Regions from separate parts of the Mus musculus genome. Here region 2 is linked to region 1. A link is a contact called in public Hi-C data. All regions are on one chromosome and are shown on one strand. Each heading gives the region's core, a stretch centred on a gene start, on an enhancer-like site or on the middle of the called end of the contact. The rest is flanking DNA. Distances are from core to core; before and after follow the strand shown.

Region 1 (5,087 bases), core at 1,908-4,407:
TGAGTAACACTCGGAGACTCAAAAGACTGTAGTCTTTTCTTTTTGTAACTTATTAAAGAACCCACATCACCTGCTTAGCCCTTCCCATAGGCTGGCTCTGCTGACATCGTCAGGATCCTAGTGTGGAATCCTGGCGGTCCCGCCAGGTTCTGATTGTATCTGCTCATACGCAGTTGGAACTGGTCTGGGTATTTCAGATGTGGTCAGGTCTAGGCAGGCCTGCCATTTGATAGGACTATCTGGATTTATTCATGCCTGATTGTCATGTGATAGATCTTGCCTATGGCCTTGTATGGGCTTCCTTCATTGTCCATCAGATTTCTAGGTTCATCCAGGCTGTGTCTCAGTTCTTCTGTCTTTCCTATGGCCAGTTTCCTGTTGTTCAAATAGCCAGTATGCCCTCCCGCGCACAGAGGTTTGGGTCTTGAGCCCTTAGCTGTGCTGGCAGCCCTGACTGCTTCCCAGCACTAAGGATGGACAGGCATTCCAGGCCCATAGGCTGTGATATGAACCTCGTGAGCCCAGGATGGCAATGGGACCCAGGACTCCTGAGCAACCCTAGCCTTGGATTTTCTCCAAGAGCTATTATGCATCAGTTTACACGGAACTTTACTGGTTCATGGCATCTGTGCCACCTGCCTCCAAAAATCCTGATTCTCAGTGGTGCCCACGAGGTACACATATTTTCTCCATCAAGACATTCAGCAGTCTGAATAAAGAGCCACAAAGCCACTTGAGCTCTGAGCAGTGGGGATATCCAAGTGGCTCGTGCTTTCTCTTTCAGTCTGTAGCCTGCTGGAGACACCAGGTCACAGTATATACTCTAGGTTCTGTCAGTGTTTCCCGGGGTTTTCCACGCCCTACCTATGACGGGTTCATCCCTAAGTCTAGGAGCAGTATGTACCTCACACGGAGGTGGTTGGGTCAAGTGGGCTTGGGCAGAAGACAGTTGTTCCCGTGTGGGCAGCCTGGCTTGGAGATCTGAGTGGGAAAGGCCCAGATGGGCATCCCCTCAACTGTCCTGGGGTCCCACAGGTAAACGAGGTGGTCTTCAGCCCCGGTGAGTCTCACTGTGCCACCTGTGGTGAGGATGGGAGCGTGAGGGTGTGGTCTTTGGCCAGCATGGAGCTGGTGATCCAGTTTCAGGTGCTGAACCAGGTAGGTTGGGAGATCTGGTGGGGGGGGGGAGGGTGTCGGTCATGTGCTCGGCTCCCTCTGTCCTCTTCCTTCCTGGGGCCATGCTGATTTCTCCTCCATGCAACACTAGAGCTGTCTCTGCCTTGCGTGGACGCCCCCGTCCTGTGAACTCCCAGAGCAGCAGCAGGTGGTGGCCGGCTACAGCGATGGCACACTTCGAGTCTTCAGTATCTCTCGTACAGCAATGGAACTCAAGATGCACCCCCACCGGACCGCTCTGACAGCCATCGCCTTCTCCACCGACGGTGAGCAGACGCGGCCACAGAGTCACGTGCCCACCTCAGCTAGCCTGCACCACACTTCCAGGTTGTGGGTTGGGCTCACATAATGGCATCATAGTCTCCATCTGCCACAGGTCAGACCATCCTATCTGGAGATAAGGACGGACTTGTGGCTATAAGCCACCCCTGCACAGGAATGACCTTCCGTGTGCTCAGTGACCACCGGGGTGCTCCAATTTCTGCTATCCAGAGCACGAGCAAAGAAGTAAGGCAAGCTCAGGTGATGGTGGGGAGGGGTTTGGGGTGCTGTGGGCAGGCAGCAGATTCTCACATCCCTCATTTCTCCCAGTATGGAGACCTAGGGGTAGAGGGTGTAGAACTGTGGCTGGCTGCAAGTGGGGACCAACGTGTCAGCATCTGGGTCTCTGACTGGCTCCGGGACCGCTGTGAACTCCTGGAATGGTTGAGCTTTCCTGCACCTGCTGTCTCAGAGGTAAGAGTTCCACGGTCATGTGGGTGGGGATTGGAGTCTGCACAACCCAGCACAACATACTGCTTTCCACAGGCTCCAGGCCTCCTGCCCCCCTCTCTTGCTGCCTTCTGCCCTTGGGATAAGGCGATACTGGTGTGTGTGGGCCTGGGTGCACATGAGGAGGTCATCTTCTACAGCCTCCGTCAGAAGCAGGTTTGTGCGATCACTGCTCTGTAGGTGGACATCCAGGGCTGTGTCATAGGGTTAGAAGGCCATGGAGCCTGGGCTTTGTCCCTGGCAGGAGACCTCAGTGTCATATTGTTTTCCTACAGGTGATACAGAAGACACCTCTGCCCTTCTTTGCCATGTCTTTGAGCCTGTCCCCAGGATCTCAGCTCATGGTGGTTGGTTTTGCTGGTGAGTGCTGGTCGACACACATAGAGAGGGCAGCTTTGACAGTCCTCAGCCATAGCAGGTTTGGGGGCGTAGATGTCATGGCCCTGCTCCCCTCAGCAAGGTTCCCAGCAAGGTGTCAGTACTCAGAGCACCCTGTCATCTACCCACAGAGTGCATGATGAGGCTCCTAGACTGTGCGTCAGGGACTGCCCAGGACTTGGAAGGCCATGATGACTCGGTCCACCTGTGTAGGTTCACTCCATCTGGCAGACTGCTCTTCACAGCTGCTCACAACGAGATCCTGGTGTGGGAAGTCACCGATCCCTGAGCTATTGCTAGGAACATAGGCAGAAAAGCCAGACTGTGGATTGCTGTATGCCGAGCCAGGATGGCTGGGACAGGCTTCAGAACTGCATTGTTTGGAATTTGGGTGAAATCTGAAAAGATTCAAGGAGGCTGAGGGTGTGGCAGTGACTTAGAATCTGTGAAGTGTGGTTTTGACCCTCAGAACCACTCCCTCCTACACAAAACTTGGCATACTGGGTTGTTTTTCACATGAAGGTTGTTTTATTGTTTTTATTTTGTACAGTTTAAGGAAATAAACACTGGCATTTATTATAGCGATACATTGTTTTATTGTCCCATAAATTGTGTCTTTGCATCACTTCTGGCCTGAGCTCACCCTTTCCTCCCGAGGAGCCCGTTGAGTCTGAGTTGTTTGCACCACCTGCAGAGTCAGGAACACTCTACTGGCAGGCGGGCGCGGGCGCCTTGCCTTAGCCCAACCACTAGCTGGTGCTGTGTGGGCGGGACCGGAAGCTTGGGTGAGGGCGGTACTGAAGACAGGAAGTGCGGGGGCCTGAGCGGGTTGAAGGAGAGGGTTGGGGTTGGGATTGGGTCTACTTGGGCCGGGCCGGGCCGGGAGGGGTGGGTTTGGGGTGCTGCTGCGGGCAGCAGCCATGCGGCGCGATGTTCGCATCCTGCTGCTGGGCGAGGGTAGGTGCGCTGGGGCCGCGGGAAGACCGGTAGGGTCGCCGTGACCTCGGCGGTGCTCCTGACTACTGTTCCCTCTCCCCGCGCAGCCCAGGTGGGGAAGACGTCTCTGATCCTGTCGCTGGTCGGCGAGGAGTTTCCCGAGGAGGTGCGCGGGGCGGACTGGGCACTTAGGGCGGATGCCAGGCTCTGGGCAGCCGCTCCGCATTCAATACTGACCCACCTGTTGCAGGTCCCTGCCCGCGCGGAGGAGATAACCATCCCCGCCGACGTCACCCCGGAGAAGGTGCCCACTCATATCGTGGATTACTCAGGTATCTATCTCCAAATGCTGCCCCCCAGCCGGTGTGTATTGAGCCTGCAGCCGGTCTGAATCGAGCGCAACAGCCATTCTACATAGCATTCTTTTTCCTTTTAGAAGCGGAGCAGACAGAGGAAGAACTTCAGGAGGAGATCCACAAGGTGCGGTGCATCTTGCAGGCCCTTGGGTACTGAGCCCAATTCTTTGGTCCTAACTTGCTGCCATCTAGTCTTAATCGGCTTCCTTTCCTGGCGGCTGGATTAGGTGACTCTGCTTGACCCTGATAATTCAGCTGTGACCTTCACGGCTGAGTATTGTTGGCTTTTCCAGATCATAGCTTTCTGGGAATCAGGACCTGGCCAGTACTGCCATTAGTGATCCATCCCAGGGTCTGAGGGGAGCAGACACACACACACACACACACACACACACACACACACACCCTTCATTGCTTTTCCTTAACATACTTCGGTTCCCCAGTACTATTCCTCCCTAGGCTGTAGTGGATGCCATCTTAACTAGGCGTTCCCTGATGCCAGAGTTTACTATGTTCCTGAATGCAGTCCTTCAGCCTTCTTTGTGTCCTATAGGTGCAGGTCACTTGGTCACTTGGTCAGGGTGCAGTGTCTCCTTGCTTGCATCTGCAGCATCCTTGCTGCTTGTACTGAGATAGAAAGTGAGAGAGACCTGCCTTGGGACTGTAACCTGCGTGTGATAGGTCTGTCATAAGTCCAGGATGTGCTGTCTAGAGCCATGGTGCTAGGGTCTGGTGTCTCTTAGGGAGTGTTGGCAGGGAGAGGCCTGCTTGGCAAAGGTGGACTTTCCTGGCCTCAGAGCCCTACCCATCCTGCTGTGAGCACCCGGGACATGGCCAGGAGTGGCCTGTACTGTCCATAGTGAGCCGGCAGACTATGCTTACCCTGTGCCTTGCTTTCCTTTAGGCAAATGTAGTGTGTGTGGTGTACGATGTGTCTGAGGAGACCACCATTGAGAAGGTAAGCAAGAGGGGATCTCCTTGGCCATTTTGTTGTTGTTGTTGTTTTAAGACTCATTTGAGCCGGGCGTGGTGGCACACGCCTTTACTCCCAGCACTTGGGAGGCATATGCAGGCGGATTTCTGAGTTCGAGGACAGCCTGAGTTCCAGGACAGCCAGGGCTACACAGAGAAACCCTGTCTCAAAAAAAAAAAAATAAAACCAAAAAAAGAAAAAAAAAGCTCATTTGTTTATATGAATACATTTAGCTGTCTTCAGACACACCAGAAGAGGTCCTCAGATGGTTGTGAGCCACCATGTGGTTGCTGGGAATTGAACTCAGGACCTCTGGCAGAGCAGTCAGTGCTCTTAACCACTGAGCTATCTCTCTAGCCCTCCTTGTCCTAGTGCCTGGCTTAGTTGGCAGTTGGCCTGGACAGTACACAGTGGCTCTTGATGCTCAGCCCTTTCTCCTAGCCTCACGTCTGTTGAGCCTTTCAGGAACCCCCACAGCTCTGAGCTAGGAAGTGTTC
Region 2 (5,364 bases), core at 581-3,080, 170 kb before region 1:
GTCTCACCTGTTTCTGCTTCTGTTCTGTTTTAGCAGTGTGGCTCCTGCAGTGATGGAGCTCAGACCTGTGGCTTGTCGAATAGTACGCATCTCATCAGGTGCCTGGGTGCCTGTGGCCGTGACTCAGAATTGCTTCTGTCTTTTGTAGATCCCGCCCCCACAGCCAAGCTGTCGTCATGGTGATTGGCAGTGAGGAACATTTTGAAGATTATGGTGAGGGCAATGAGGCAGAACTATCCCCGGAGACCCTCTGCGATGGGGACGGCGAGGACCCTGCTTTTCTCACCCCCAGGTGACACCTTGCACTGTCATGATCTACTCCCTCTCTACACCTAGTGCTGGGGAAGCCCCTCTGTTGGGCCTTGCTGGTCAGGAGGCTTGCTTTGTCTGTGTAGCTAAAACCACACAGACAAGTTCTGAGCCTGTCTCAGAGTGAAGTCTAGCTGAGATCCTCTTGTCTGTCACTGATTACTCTATGGCCTGTGGCTGGTTTTGAGGGACACTATAGAATCATAAGCCAGCGGGCTGGTGAGATGGCTCAGTGGGTAAGAGCACCCGACTGCTCTTCCAAAGGTCCAGAGTTCAAATCCCAGCAACCACATGGTGGCTCACAACCATCCGTAACGAGATCTGACTCCCTCTTCTGGAATGTCTGAAGACAGCTACAATGTACTTACATATAATAAATAAATTTAAAAAAAAAAAAAAAAAAAGAATCATAAGCCAGGCCATATGTGCTAATATTGGCCAAGTTTTCTGAAAAGTTCTCAGCTATGATATCGAGTAGGCATGATGAAGATGCTCACTCTCTTTAAGTTGTGCCTCAGGACATTGACTTGTGTGCTCACTAGACCCTGCCTGGCTTGTCTGAAGGCCCAGGTAGTCCCTCCTGAGCTTTCCATCTAAGGAAACCACTGCCTCTCAGTGGGGCCTGGACCTGTCTGGACAGCTCTTCCATATTGCCAACATCTCCTGTTTGCTTTCATGTTCCTGAATTTTGTGATGCTTTTGTGTCTACTTCAGCTCGGTTACCATGACAGCACAGACATGTGGAACCAGTGCTAGGAGGGCTACCTGTAAGCTTCACCTGGGCCTCCTGCTCATATACCACCTCAAAGGTGCACTGGCTGTGAAGTGGGATCTCTGAGTGCGTCCTGGGCACTCAGTCCTCCTTCGAGGAGTCCTAGGGACTTTGAGTTGAAGTAGTGGACTTATTCCAGAATTTGGCATTTGTGCATCCATGTGGCAGTCTCTCCTGTTTGTGAAGTTTGCCCCATCTCCTGCCTGGTGTTTTTAATCTAAATTGTAATTTCCACACTACATTTTATATATTCCTTTCTTTCGGAAGTTCTTCAATTGAACTTCCAGATCAGCTTCCCATGGCCTGTGGGTCCTACCCTAGGGATGAGGTTGCCCAGAACAGATGCATCATGATAGTGCACTAAGAGCTTGTTGAATTGGAATCATGGGAGTTGAGCCCCAGCATCCCCACAAGGTTGACAGAATCCCAAGTTAGCACGGATCTCAAAAGCACAAGTCTGCCAATGCACCTTTCGTTTGTTTGTTTGAGACAGTAATATCATCTCAAAATGACAGAAACCCAGCAAATAAACTCCCCTGGAGGCACACTTTGATGTCACATTCAGGTGACTTCCACAGGGGATAAGGATACATTGCCCACTATTAAGTGGGGTTCTGTGTTATAGCTCTCACTGGCCAGCAGGGGGCATGTGTCTAGCTGGTGGGTGTCCAGGCTCCCCAGGGTGGTGTAAGGCGGGGCTCATGGTAGTTGCAAGAGCACAGCCAGCACCTCGGACAGTTCATTCCCTTCCCCTGCGTCTGACTTGTGCAGTTAACACCTCCTCCCTGTGCCTGGCAAAGATAACCTAAGCGGGCCTCCTCTCTCTCTCCTGACTGACCCTCTGTCTTTCTAGCTCCAACCCTCTTGCCTCAAAGCTGTGCGACGTCCTCACTGACGAGGCCTTTGAGTTTTACTGTAGCCAGTGCCATAAACAGATCAACCGCCTTGAGGATCTGTCTGCCCGCCTGACTGATCTTGAGATGAATAGGTAACGAGGACCTGGTGTTACCTGTGCTGCCGGAGACTCCCGCTGCAGTGCTGCCCTCTGCTGGGTGCTGTCCGCGGTGCTCCTGCTCTGGTCACCTCTTCTAGCCAGGCACTCTGACATTGGGACTCTCCTGCGGCCCAGCTGTCCCTGCATGCCTTGATCTCGCTAGCTGCCTATGTCCTGTCTCCTTTATGGAGGTGGCTACCTTGTTGGCTGCTGTCCTTGTTGGAGAAAACAATCTAACACGTGAAAGAGGATACTCCAGCACTTTATAAAAATGAGGCACAGGAACCAGAGTAGGGAATTTAAAGATGGGTTTTTGAAATCAAATTTGTTGCTGGGAGGTGGTAGCACACACTTTTAATCCAGCAGAGACAGGCAGATCTCTGAGTTTGAGGCCAGACTGGTCTGTAGAGCGAGCTCCAGGACAGCCAGGGCTACACAGAGAAATCCTGTCTTGAAAAAGTAGGACAAGCCAGGCACGGTGGCGCACACCTTTAATCCCAGCACTCTGGAGGCAGAGGCAGGCGGATTTCTGAGTTCAAGGCCAGCCTGATCTACAGAGTGAGTTCCAGGAGAGTCAGGGTTATACAGAGAAACCCTGCCTCAAAAAAAAAAAAAAAAAAGAAAAAAAGAAAAAGAAAAATCAGGACAAAATTCATGAATAGTTTGTTTCCTGGAATGTTAGTCGTGCTCACCTGTGCTCTGGGGGCCTCGAGTTTGTAGGCAGGGTTGAATTCAGAGGACTTAGCATTACCACTTTACACCTCACGCCTGCTGCTCCTCTGCCTGTGCATCTCTTATCTCTGCCCTTTGTCCCACTGTCTCTGTGACCAGGCCCAACAGAACCAGCATTGCAGCTAAGTTTCCTTGCTGGCTATTTGCAACTTCACATACTCATAGGAAACATCTTTGGGTTCTTTGTTCACCTCAACATTCGCCAGATGCCATTGGCTTGGTGTGAAGAGGGACACGCCCCTGGCTGGGGGACTTTTAGGAGAAGGGTCTGGAGAAGATTAGGCGGTATGTGACGCTACCAATAGCATCTCCTGCTAGGCTTAGGTGGCGAGTGGCCACACAGGCTCCTGTCGGGCAGCACTGTTACTGCAGGAAGGCAGAGCATCTCGGGAGTGGAACACACTTGGAGGTCTGTGAGCGGCTGCCCCTTGCCTGCCCCGCCATTGCAGGACTGGATCTACACCTCCGTCCTGTTCCAGACCCTGTGCCATAACCCGTCGTGGTACCTGTGACTTAGCTTTTTCCCTGTGTTCTGTGCAGCATCACAAAGCTGGAGGCCTTTAACCAATATCCAGTGAAGTAGGATCTTGGCCAGTTGGGAAGGATCAGAGGGAGCCTGCTGGGGTCCTGGCCACGAATCCAGTAGTATCCTTTGAGGGCATGTTTTGGCAAGACTTGAAAATAAAAATCCGGTCTCTGGTGATTCCAGAAACCCGTCCAGTTCCCAGTATAGGGCACACAGGCTTTCCCCTGCCATGCATTCAGTGCTAGGAAGGAGCCAGCTGTGTTCTTCCTGCTGGTGAGCCATCCTGCTATTGATGAGTGAGTGGCTTTGAGTTACAGATATGTTGTAAAGGAAGATCCGTATGTTGCCTCAGTCACTGAAGACGTTTCCAGTGCTGAAAACCTGCCTGGAAGATGATGGTGATCATGCCAGTTAGGCCTCTTGGGGCAGTGTCAGACTAGTATGTGACTCAACATGACCAGTGGGACCTCTCCCGGGTAAAGGCTCTGCAGGTGTAGAGAGACTTTCCTGTTAGTTAGGACACAGATGATACTAGTACCTGAATACTAGCGAAAGAGCTGAGTCATGCCTCCTGGCCATCCTGGATTGCCTCGGGATAAACTTCATGACCTCACCATAGAACAGGGAGGGCCGCGAAGTGCTCTTGTAGCTACTGTGTTCTTTAGGTACCTGGGAGCATCAGTCAAAACAATCCATTTTATAGAAACCAAGCAGTCTGACTTACTCAGAGGTATATTTTGAAAATTGTAAACTGTTGCGGGATTTAGTGGTCCAGAGCCTGATAGTTACACAGAGCAATCTGCTCTAATTGTTCAAGGAGTGTCCGTGATTGTAAGACATCAGCACATTTGTACACTGCTAGTCAGGAGTCCAGTCAGGAGAGGGAGCCAAACAGTAGCTGCTCAGGAACTGCGCAGTGAGAGTGAATGCACAGGTGCCCACCCGTGCATTGTCAAGGATCCTGAGGAGCAGGAATAGCAAACAGCATCCAAGAGATCCAAATCCCACTACCACCCTTCCCTCAGCAGTCTACAGCCCTGTCGAAATGGCACAGCTCAGCCCTCTGTAGGCTACATGCTATCAGCATTGTCTCTCCAGTGCCCTCTAGTGGCACAATGTAGCATCACAAATGAAAATGGATCCCAGCAGTGTATGTCCCAGAGCCACCACAAAGGATGATTCTGAACCCAGCTGCAGTGATAAAGGGGTGGCTTGTGCAGCACGCACCGCTCCAGGTAGATTGCCTGCCTGGCCCTTGAAAGAAGAGGAAGCCGTGAGCTGAAACAGGTGGTTCTTGTGCCTGAACACACGGCCACAGCTTCAGAAGGGAGGCCATGCTCTGACTGGCTCAGAAGAGGCATGTTCAGCCTGTTCTTGCTGCCATAGGTGTTACTGCTCTGGGATGGTTTCAGGAAGGGGTTCTAAATCCCCGTCCTACAGATATTTGCAGTGTGAAGTTTCAGGACCCAGGTCAAAACGATTACACACTCTTCTGTCACAGGAGGGCCTGTGTGATAGCCAGTCAATTGAGATAATGGCTTCAGAAGTACTTGGGGACATGACAGTGGCCAATGGCTTAGAGCTAGGTGCAGTCAGCCGGTGGGTTTCAGCATTGGGCTTGGTTTCTTTTGAGGGCTCAGGCTGAGACTTGGTGAGGCCCTTTACAGAGGTGCTGTGCATGTCCTCTGCCTTGCCGAGTGGGTATTGTGTGCATGCGGCTTGCCGGGGGCAAGGGGCTGCATGCCTGGGCCCTGCTATCTCCCCAGCCCAAGCTTCCTGTTTCCTCCTGTCCTTCGGTCTGTTCCCTGACACTATTTTCCTGTTTGTTTGGTTTTTGCACAGCCCAGCCAAGCGGCTCTCCAGCAGGAAGGTGGCAAGGTAGGCAGAGCCTCGATCATTTGCTGAAAATCTTGTGAAATATACTTGTAATCATAGATTCTGAACAACATTTTAGAAAATACTCTCTTCCAGGTGTGGTTTGGGTTTTTTAAATCAAACTTTCAAGTGACATTTCATGGTTTGGGATAGAAA

Evidence for each region. A called contact is a pair of places that touch in the nucleus more often than the background predicts.
Region 2: a Hi-C map of B cells shows a contact between it and region 1, with 11 read pairs. The contact joins the enhancer-like site here to the promoter of Rhot2 in region 1. A contact is called at or near these places in 2 of 39 promoter capture datasets (the C10 cell line and fetal liver), 1 of 484 Hi-C or Micro-C datasets (B cells), 6 of 115 datasets of contacts at active chromatin or transcription factors (bone marrow-derived macrophages, embryonic stem cells and pancreatic cancer cells) and 3 of 9 other capture datasets (adipose tissue, liver and pancreatic islet).

What each region holds. Positions count from the first base shown.
Region 1 is chr17:25,842,595-25,847,681 of GRCm38.p6, reverse strand. Rhot2 (ras homolog family member T2) reads left to right here and starts at 3,157. Exons shown (of 19, transcript NM_145999.3): 1 at 3,157-3,282; 2 at 3,369-3,427; 3 at 3,512-3,593; 4 at 3,698-3,741; 5 at 4,522-4,575. The coding sequence starts at 3,246. Wdr90 (WD repeat domain 90) reads left to right here. Exons shown (of 41, transcript NM_001163766.1): 35 at 1,036-1,158; 36 at 1,268-1,442; 37 at 1,553-1,683; 38 at 1,768-1,911; 39 at 1,984-2,103; 40 at 2,223-2,307; 41 at 2,457-2,948. The coding sequence ends at 2,614.
Region 2 is chr17:26,008,702-26,014,065 of GRCm38.p6, reverse strand. It overlaps Rab11fip3 (RAB11 family interacting protein 3 (class II)), which reads left to right. Exons shown (of 14, transcript NM_001162868.2): 5 at 149-292; 6 at 5,176-5,211. Among named protein-coding and RNA genes, the nearest start is that of Capn15, 26 kb to the right of the region's middle. Within about 2 kb of position 1,830, at least 106 of the 459 cell types and tissues checked have an H3K27ac peak or open chromatin away from gene starts, as enhancers often do. A contact at or near this core is called in B cells and pancreatic islet, where this site is marked.